Regions from separate parts of the Sus scrofa genome. Here region 1 is linked to region 2. The links are chromatin contacts, called in public HiChIP or PLAC-seq maps. All regions are on one chromosome and are shown on one strand. Each heading gives the region's core, a stretch centred on a gene start, on an enhancer-like site or on the middle of the called end of the contact. The rest is flanking DNA. Distances are from core to core; before and after follow the strand shown. Region 1 has its middle 200 kb from the start of SIX2. Region 2 overlaps SRBD1 (S1 RNA-binding domain-containing protein 1).

What was found. HiChIP or PLAC-seq counts read pairs in DNA pulled down with a chosen protein or histone mark.
Region 1: a contact with region 2 is called in an H3K27ac HiChIP or PLAC-seq map of skeletal muscle. The contact joins two enhancer-like sites. A contact is called at or near these places in 1 of 47 Hi-C or Micro-C datasets (embryonic fibroblasts) and 1 of 2 datasets of contacts at active chromatin or transcription factors (skeletal muscle).

The regions. Positions count from the first base shown.
Region 1 is chr3:95,253,742-95,258,637 of Sscrofa11.1, reverse strand. No RefSeq gene overlaps it. Among named protein-coding and RNA genes, the nearest start is that of SIX2, 200 kb to the left of the region's middle. Within about 2 kb of position 1,382, at least 7 of the 83 cell types and tissues checked have an H3K27ac peak or open chromatin away from gene starts, as enhancers often do. A contact at or near this core is called in skeletal muscle, where this site is marked.
Region 2 is chr3:95,126,120-95,131,171 of Sscrofa11.1, reverse strand. It overlaps SRBD1 (S1 RNA-binding domain-containing protein 1), which reads right to left. Exons shown (of 20, transcript XM_021087564.1): 19 at 1,563-1,747. Among named protein-coding and RNA genes, the nearest start is that of SRBD1, 220 kb to the right of the region's middle. Within about 2 kb of position 3,796, at least 4 of the 83 cell types and tissues checked have an H3K27ac peak or open chromatin away from gene starts, as enhancers often do. A contact at or near this core is called in skeletal muscle, where this site is marked.

The DNA.
Region 1 (4,896 bases), core at 133-2,632, 130 kb before region 2:
GGCATATACAGTCAAGAAATATTTGTTGAATTTCTTGAATTCTCATTTGACTAATGAGAGACAGGCCTTTATGAACTCATTTCAGTAGGGACAAAACAAGTCAAAGTGGTCTCAGTACCTGCAAGGTCCTACATGATGGTCCCTGTTATCTTTCTGGCCTCATTTCCTTCTAGTTCCACCACTGGTCATTTCACTCTAGCCACTCTGGCCTTCCTACCGGTCTTTATACATGCCAGACATATAGTCCTGCCACAGGGCCTTTGCAAGGGCTGTTCCCTCGGTCTAGAACACCCTTCCCCAGATACACTCATGGCGAACGTCCTCCCCTCCCTCAAGTCTATGCTTAAATATCACCTTCCCTATAAGGCTCTCTGCAAACACCCTATTTGAATATGTAACTCACCCCTGCTCCAGTATTTCCAATCTCTCTTATCTTGCTCTGTTTTAGTCATTGGCATTTTTGGTCTTCTCTCACATTGTACACATTTCTTCTTGTTTATGATTATTATTTATCATCTACTTTTACCTACTAGAATATAAACTCCAGGGGGGCAAGGATTTTTAATTTACTGATATATACCCCAAGGGCACAGAACAGTGTCTGGCACAAAGTAGACTCAATAAATATTACTGAATGAATGGGTCTGCAGTTACAAATACACTTTTATTTCATAGAGAGGATTTTTGCTGGTCCTTCCAAGTGTAGATAAACATAACATAATTGACTTTTTTGGTACTGTAGGGTGGTAGGGGAGCAGGACAGATTTGTCCCATTACTTTTGTTGGAGACAGAGGGAACAGCTGTAGCCTGAAACACTGATCTAGAATCTTCCACTGGGCACGGGCTTTTTGACTCTAGATGGGGTTCTTACAAAGAGAGATAGAAGGGCAGATGGGAAAAAAACAAAAAAAACCAGGAAAAGCATTTGCTCACATCTCAGAATCAGTAAGGAATAGCACTGAGAGGGCTATAGAGAGCAATTCTAGATATTGAGGAAAGGAAAGGATGTGGCACCAGATCCACCAATGAGGCAGCACAGGAGCCAGGACAGGGGTTCAAAGCAACGGGCAGGCATTGAGTTCAATGGATGCGCAGGCCAGCACTGAGCAGTGGGGCAGCGGCTTAGTGGGGAGGGAGTGTCCCAGCTGTGGAATCTCAGCAAGCATACCAAGCCTGGGTACAGGCGAGCTGGAGAGCTGGCATTAAGCACCCAGACATCCGCATGGAGCCAGCTGGAGCCTTTCCGTTGGGACACTGCTGGGTCCTAGGCTGGCCACCTGGGCAAAACCCAGCAGAGCGAGGAGCTGGAGCTCAGGAAGGAGGCTCGTGCTTGCTGTGCTCAGGCAGGACAGGCAGCTGCTAGTCTGGAGACCTCAGTGTTTCTTACCGCATGCCAGGCCTGGGAACTGGGCTGAAGCAGTGCCAAAGGAGGAGAGCCAGGGAGGGAGTGAGGAGCAGCCCCGGTTGTGAACGAGGGAGGGATGCAGGGCAGGGCGGCCAGGCAGGGCTGGCCCAGGTGTGAAAGGCTTCTTCTCAAGAGGAACGGCTCTTTATTTGCCAAGGCATTGTGCAGAGAGAACACAGGGGACTTGGCATCAGGGTCAATGCCAATGTCACCATTTTTAGAGCTGGGCAAGTGGTTACTGTGTCAGAGCTTCAATTTCCTCACTCTCTTTCCTCACAAGAGTGCTGAAATATCTGAAGGAGGGAGCGCACTCAGACGGCCCGCATACCTCACAGGCACACCGAGGGGCTCTCCACCCAGCCCCTCTCCGGATCAGCTGTCTCTGACTTTTCCACCGCAGCTCTAACCCATGCAGGTTGGAAGAGCAGAGCCTGCAGCCAGCCCTTCCTCCCATTTCCCATTCCCTACCCCATCCTGTGCCCAACCAAGAGCTGGTTTATTTGAACTAAGAATTTAAATGTAAATATGCAACATCCCTCTCCTCTCCCTCCACTCAGTGGGAGAGAGCGTGTGTCCACCCCTGGCAGCTGCAGCAAGAGTGCCCTGTGTGCAGAGATCCTATCTACGCCGAAAAGAGCAGAAATATTAGACGCGGCTAAATAAGAAAACACAGATTATGGCTGGAGACCCCTAAGGCCTACTTTGTCTGTGCAATAGTTTGTTTTACTTTTCACAGAATTTATTTTGGCTGCAGGCAGATTGATGGTGATTATATCTGAAATCCCTCCCACATATCTGTCACATAAACACTTCGTTTAATTCAGGTTTGTAAAAGCTACAGGCCAACAGGGAGCCGGGTTTTCCAATTAATTAGCAGACGCTAATGCTGGGCATCTTGTCACATGGTCCAGCGGCTCAGAAGCTGAGGGTCCAAGAGGGGATAGCAGGAGGCCCTGGCCTCTTTCTCAGGAGTTTGATCCCTTGGCCAATATAGGAAAACCAAGGAAAAGTTGGAGAGGGGGAAGAAGGCCGCTCGCTGTCTAACCTGGCTGAGGAGGAGGATTCCAGGCTACAGAGTGGGCCAAAGTCACCTATCCAGGCTCAGGAGGAGGAGGGGGGATTCACAGGCGTTTTGAAGTGGGTACAAAATAAACCCCATGCTTCTTCGGACTGTCTGTTGATAGCATCACTGGATCCAACACCTTCTGAGAAGGGAAAGGGCCTCAGGGGCCAGTGGCTGGGGAGGGAGGCCCCTGCTCAGACAGCAGAGGAGGGACACAGAGCCTGGAGCCTTGGCAGCAATGGCTCTGATTCCCCCAGACCTCCAGACCGCCTGCTCCCCGGTGGCTGTTGCGGCCCTGCCAGCGCCGGGCAGGATTTCCTTCTGTCTGATGGGAGCGTGCCCCTAACAGGCTGCATATGCCCGCCAGCTGTTGCTCTCCTTCTGCCCCCGCAGCTGAGACAAGAAAAGCATTATTTCCTCCTGGCCTTCTAATCTCCAGGCCTCCCTAACTTCACAGGCCTGCTCCAGGCATCGTTAACTCGGCACTGCTTCTCAGGGTGAGCCCCCCTTTGCTCAGAAAAGCCTCTTTTTATTCTCTCCGTCCCATTTGCCTTTTCCGTTGACATGGGCTTCCTCCACTAAGGGGCTGGGAGTGTGCCGAACATCAAGGAGGATATTTGGTTTTCAGTGGCTTTATCTGCATCCCTACTAATTTGGAAGAGGCTGTTCTGTCTGGGCGAACAGTCCCAAGCTGGGAGAATTCTTGGTAGCTCAGGAACAAACATTTTTTTGAGCATGTTGGTCTCTGGTCTTTATACTGATCATCTCATTTAACACAAAAAACCAGCCAGAGCTATTCTGAACCCCATTCACAGGTGAGGAGTCTGGATGGAGAGGGGAAAAGATGCATAGGAGGTAACCCAGTCAAGCAGAGGCCGAGCTAGCCCTGAATCTGTGTCTGCCTGAGCCCCATGTGCTGAAATAATCCAGGGCTTTCCAGAAAGGACACTGGGACTGGAAGCAAGACCTTCCCACACCTGCCTTTGCTGTGCCACCAACAAGGATGACCTGGGTCAAGTCCCCAGCCCTCCCTGGGCTTTGTTGCGTTCTGTGTACAAGAGGGGTGGGTAGCACCTCCCAGGTCCTGCCTTCTAGAGCCTCCTGCCTTGATTCCACCTTCAAATAACTGCAAGAACTGGGCCATCCCCTACTCTCAACCTGCAGAAGGATGGGAGGCCAAAACCCAGCTCCAGCCATATCCAGTTACTAACCAAACACTTGTCTTTCTGACTGAAACTGGACATGCCGTCGCTTGGGGCTCTTGAATTTTTAACCCTTTCACAGCAGCTGTTTTCCACCCCCTGAAGTGCCTAAAACATAAGGCTCAGATGGTCAGACATGGGTCAGACATTACTCAGCACAGACTTCACCTGGGGAGAAAGACCTATGGGAGGCCAAGCAGGACACACCACTTCTGATTTAACCAGTCCTAATTTTTCACTCTGTCTCTTTTTGTAAATGTTACTTTGGAAGTGTGATTTCTATTTCACCCTCCTTCTTAAAACAAAGGGCGCCATTGTTTAGAGGGCTGGAAAGGAGAGGCCGGTTCAGAGGAGAGAGGGAGGGGACAGGAGCTGGGGTCGGGTCACGTCTTGGTACAGACACGCTGTTCCCCAAGGTGGAGCTGGGCCAGCAGGCTCCTGGGAGATGCCCATCCAATTAGGGCGCCCCAAGTCTGCAAGGAACTTCCCATCCAACTACTTCAAAGGGTCTTTTAACTCCTTATTCCTCAGAGTTCTCCCCTTGGGACAAGACTAGGGTTTTAGAGTCTTTTCTCCTGCACTGAACTTGATGGGATTCCAAAATCTGTAATGCTTCACCCCCAGTGCCCCAAACAAACAAACAACTGGAACAGGACAAAAAGCAACCTCAGGGGACAGTATTGTAGAAACCATGAGGATCCAAATTCTAAAACTCTTGAGTTCACCCCAGCATTAAGGATGTGATAGTCACAGCCAGGAAACAAACGCTGAGCCTGAGTGCTGGCCTCTGGGCTCAGAGGCCTAATTGTCAGACCGTGTTTCCAGATGTAAGGTTCCTGCCTTTGGCACGAACATTTTCTATAACAAACCCACTTTGGGGTCATTCATCAGTGCATAAATACACACCTGGGAGGTAGGGGACAAGCCCCTATTTTTCTGGCTTTATAAATACGGAACTCACATTTCTCCATTGACATCTGCAAAGGAATGATCAATTAGAGGGCCTTGCACCATGGAACAATTTCAAATAAACGAGAGTCGGCTGTGCATGCTCCAGCTCTCCACACCCTGCAGAGGAAACGAGCCTTCCCTTCCAGCCTCTTTCTTGTTGGGTGAGCAGAAGTAAAGAACCCAAGTTGGGGGGGGGGGGTCCAGCTTCAAGCTTTTGACTCAACAAGGTAGGAGGAGGAGGGTGTGAACTGTCAATTCCTCGTGCTGCTCAGCA
Region 2 (5,052 bases), core at 2,547-5,046:
GCTAGGGCCAAAGTCTGTTCCAAAGAGATTTATTTGAAATTTTGCTCACTGCAGTGATAAATACTGCAGTAACTGGTAAGCTCAGTTCAGAGCCAAGGTACATCTGCTTCTGCTCAACCAGGGGCGTCACCAGGTAAAGACCAACCTAGCTGTTGGTTGTTTCATTGAATATAATGTGAGTATTAATCTCTGCTCTGAGTCTACAGTATAACTGGGATAATGAAAAACAAAGAGGGACAAGAAAAGCCAGTACAGAGCATATTTACCAGCCCTCTACTGCAGTGTTCTAGGCATACTGCCCGCAAATCCTGCCCTGTTTGAAAATCACTGTTCACCTAGAATTCCTGCTGGACAATGCCCATGGAATTCACATATAAGAATACCTCCAAAGGGGGATGGATTTGTCTAATGAAATAACCTCTTTGGATGGACTGCCCAGAGGCTTCTACTTCTGCATCTTTGGCACAGCTCTTACTGTATGTTTCATTTTATTTTTCTTCAACTTAAGAAAAAGTTGAGGAGTTCCTGTCATGGCGCAGTGGTTAACAAATCTGACTAGGAACAACGAGGTTGCAGGTTCGATCCCTGGCCTTGTTCAGTGGGCTAAGGATCCGGCATTGCCATGAGCTGTGGTGTAGGTCGCAGATGTGGCTCGGGTCCTGCGTTGCTGTGTCTCTGGCGTAGGCCGGTGGCTACAGCTCTGATTGAACCCCTAGTCTGGGAACCTCCATCTGCCGCGGGAGCGGCCCTAGAAAAGGCAAAAAGACCAAAAAAAAAAAAAAAAAAGAAAAAGAAAAAGTTGAGGGAATGGTATATTGAGCTTGCTGGGTATGTTTTTAAATTCCCTTAAACCTTTCCAAAGAAAGCATCTCAACACAGCCTAACCCAGAATGAACAGAGCCAAGCCCTAAATGTGGAATCATAAAGGTGAAGTGAGACAAGTGCAGATTCATTTAAATTTCAGGGCTTCCTATTCAAATTTCTTTGGGAAGTAGGTCATTTGATACCTTAATACCTTCTCACCGGGTCATTGCTCTCAACAACTATGGCTGTTATACTTCCCTCACCATCTACCTGTGCTGAAAGCTGAGAGCACTTTTAATTAGAGGGAAAATCAGCAGAGAGATAGCATCTTATTTGTTCAATGTAGTCATTGACAGAGAATCCAGGTACTAGAAAGGCTGTAATTTAGGGAGAAGATGCACTTTAGTTTGTGAACTGAATGCTTTACCCTGGACTTCTGGCTCTTATGAGGTAAAAACAGCTTATAAAGGGATTATGAAACATGTGTGCCTCAATGCACATAGCAGCACAGGCTTGATGCACTTAGTCTAGTGTGATAGGAAACAAGCATGGGACAAGCAGTCTGGAGACTTGGCTTTAGCTTTGGCTCTGGATTCTAACTGCAATGACTTTGAAAGAAGGTCCCTATGCTTTAGTTTTCTCATGTACAGATGGGAGAATGGAGAATCCTAAGGGTTAGGATTGTTGAAAGGGACAACACAGTTAATGACGTGAGCTATGCAAGTGAAAGGTGCTGTCATTCAAGTTCAATTGTTTACCTGTTCGAAAGTCAAAGGTCTCAGGCTGGCTGAGACCATCTATAATGACCTGTAAGGTGTGTACTGTTGTTTGCAATCTTTCTGCAATTTTCTCTATTCCTTCTTTTTCAAGGAATGAATTTATTTTTTGTTGCATTTCAGGCTTTCCAATCTCATTCAGTGTTCCTCCAATAAATGACAAAAACCTGCAGAGGGGGGGAGAAAAACACTCACCAGTTATTATTTTCCATTTTCCTTATAAAGGTCACGCTAAAATGCATTCATCTCAGATCTATATATCAATCAATCAGCTGGTCTTTACTGAAAATCTACCATGTGTCCCAGGCTATATCGATGATCTGCCTTGGGGAAAGAAAGGGAGAGGATGATTTCAGGTTTTTGTGCTACTTTCCAATGAAGCACCAGCTCAGAATTAGCATCAGAAACGTTTCACAGTGCAGGGTTCATTAGCATTTAGCGTCATACGTATTTTCTAAATAAGAACATCTATATTTGCTTTATGTTTCTCAAAATTTCAGTTAGGAAAACTTCTTTGAATTAAATAAGCTATGAGGCAAACAACGAAGAGATGATATCAAAATGTGGCAAAATATCCTATAAGCATTGCCAGCTGTTGACAAATAAATTACTCTATTCATGTGCTCTTTACTTCTGTGTACCCATGGTGACAGTGTTACCTGTGTAAGCATACTATCAACCTAATAATTGTCAAATTCCATCAAGAGTCAAACCTCACATGGACTAAATAACATCAATACATTAAATATTCAGAGTCAACAGAAAAAATGAGGACTATCAAAAAAAAAGTAACTTTCAAAATGAAAGCACTGTTAAGCAAGACATCAATTACATAATCTTAAGATGAATATTACTTTACATATTATACAGTTGCAATATTTATAAAATGAAAATATCTGCCTTTCTCAATTTCCCTTTGCTATGTTTACCATTTCCCTTGCTTGTACAGCTGCCTCTCAATTACTTGACTTTGGAGTTCTGTAATAAGTTAATTAAGCAAAAAACAATAGAGGGTTAAGATGAATTTCCCTTCAATTTCATCTGAATATTGGGCTGTAGCTTACTGTCTTCCTATTCTTTGGCTGGGTATTTTCCTACATCACTGAGTTCCATTTCCTATGATTAATGGCTCTTTAAAAATGTCAACACAGTAATCAGACAGATAGTGATACTAATGCCCTCAAATCCTTCCCTCTAAGGATGTTTCTGGAATACAAGCAGGGAAAAGAAAACTGGTGGAGGCTTGTCCATGATCAGAATTGGGAGGCATCCCATTTGGCAGGTTGCTACATGATCATGAAAGGAATGCTTGTGATTTCCAGGCTTTTCTGCATTGTGGTGTTCAACTAGAAAAGGCCACGCCAGTGATAATCCAGTAGTGATAATCTGTTATCTGGTGGAGAAAGCTCTCTCATCTCTCATTTAACCATGGCAACCTCTTTGGGTTCACATGTGTAACCTCCTATGTTTCCAGAGTCATATTTTTAGTCAAAAAACCGATTCACCTAAATTCAACTTATGTTCTTCAGAATATGTTTTGGTTAATAGTCTAATGAAAGACCAAGGAGTTGGTGCTTGGGCCCTTCTTTTCAGAAATGAGCTTCCACTCCAGCTAATGGCCAGTGAGATGCACACTGTATGTCTGAGTGTCCATGGCTTCTCCAGCCCACTAGGGAAGCAGCGGTATCTACTAGTGCTGATGGATGGGCAGTAGCACATAGGGGCCTGGTGACAGGGAACAGCTGCTAAAGCTTGGACTGACAGCACAGATGACACATGACAACCTCTGCCCACAGCCAACTTGCCTGCACAACTTTCTCAATAATATGTGCCCTGCTGAGCAGACTTCCCTGATATCTACCTTCTTGGCTTGACCAGTCTGCAACTGGCTATTAAGCAGAACATCTTTCAAATCCCCAAGATTCTGGCTTAGAATCAACTGTTAAAATGCCAAAAAAGTATATTCATGAGCTGAAAATATATAACTTTGAATATCATTTCATAATTAATAATAAAAGTAAATAAAAGGCAGAAACTTTCCAAAGACTGTACAAGTCTTGGCCACAATAACAAAAACACTGGCTCAGGAGGCCACTTAGAGTCTTAAGATTGTGTGTGTGTATGTGTGTGTGTGTGTGTGTGTGTGTGTGACTAACTGCTACTTAAGTCACTTCCATATAAAGAATTCTGTTTATAGTGGTTGCAGATGTCAGAAGAATATTGGCCTGTTTAACCTGGGTGCATATTTCATATATCATTTTCACCCTCACACACACAAGCCTGAGGGCACTGGTAACCGAAATCAATAAGAAAGCACCAAATTGTGCTCCTAGCTAATGCTTCAATATTGATCAACCCTATTTTTAAATGACTATGGGACAAAGTCAGATGCTCTTTTATTTTGAAAACTTTCCTAAAGTTATAATGGTTGCAGGAAAAGGAAAACAGGAAACAAAAGGGGAGAGGGACTACAAAATGAACTTGGAATAGCATTCTGATTGACCCCTCTGTTACTGGGTTTCAAATATATGCAACTGTAAGTGACGGGGAATGGTGTTTTAGGCTCAGTAGCCACTCAACAAACATGTGTACTTTAAATACCCTTAGAATAATTTATTCTACATTATTCTAAATTTTCACTCTAGAATTGTGACAATATCCAATGCACGGTTTCATTTTAGAATTGAGTGTAATGAGTAATACTCAGTACAAAGTACTTTCTGGCTCAAAAGTACCACATAAAACACACTGTACTTTATGAAGCTTCGAACGAGAAGGTTAGTGAACATGTTCTGAAGCACATGTGCCAGGCACTGTGCCAATGCTTGATAGATGTTCTCATTTAATCCTGGCAATCATCTTAAAGGGTAGGTATCACAGCATACAGAGAGGGAAATATTGAGGTTCAGGGAGGCTAAATAACTTGCCCAAAGCCACACAGCTCTTTTTTTCTAACTGGAGTTTTATGTTATACATCTCAGTGTGTGCCTGTTTATAATTGCAGTTACATCAAAATTAAAGTGCTATATTTTGTTAAGATATAAAACACAATACTTTGGGTAATGTTTCACCAGCACATTTAATGGCAGATTAATTTTAAACATTAGACAGTTAACACTGCTAAATCCCACAGAGAAATTATTATATAAATGCATTTAGGTAGACAGTTCTCTCAAAAGTCAATGTGTTATTACAATCATAGTCTCATTTTCTCCACTGTCTCTGAACAGCTTTTTCAGTTTGCTGAGGACTGCTGTCTGAGCTGCTGTTTTTATTTAATATGTAATTTCATCCATCTTACTTAAAGTAAGAAAGTAGCATAAATGCAACAAATAAGCACATCATGTTCTTTTAGCACACATCTGCACAAAGTTAAAATGCAGACCTTGGAGCAGAGACTGCTTGTTTTTCAAACAGAATGCTATATAACCTAAAATTGCTGATATTTTCAACAGAAACTTGTTACAAATAT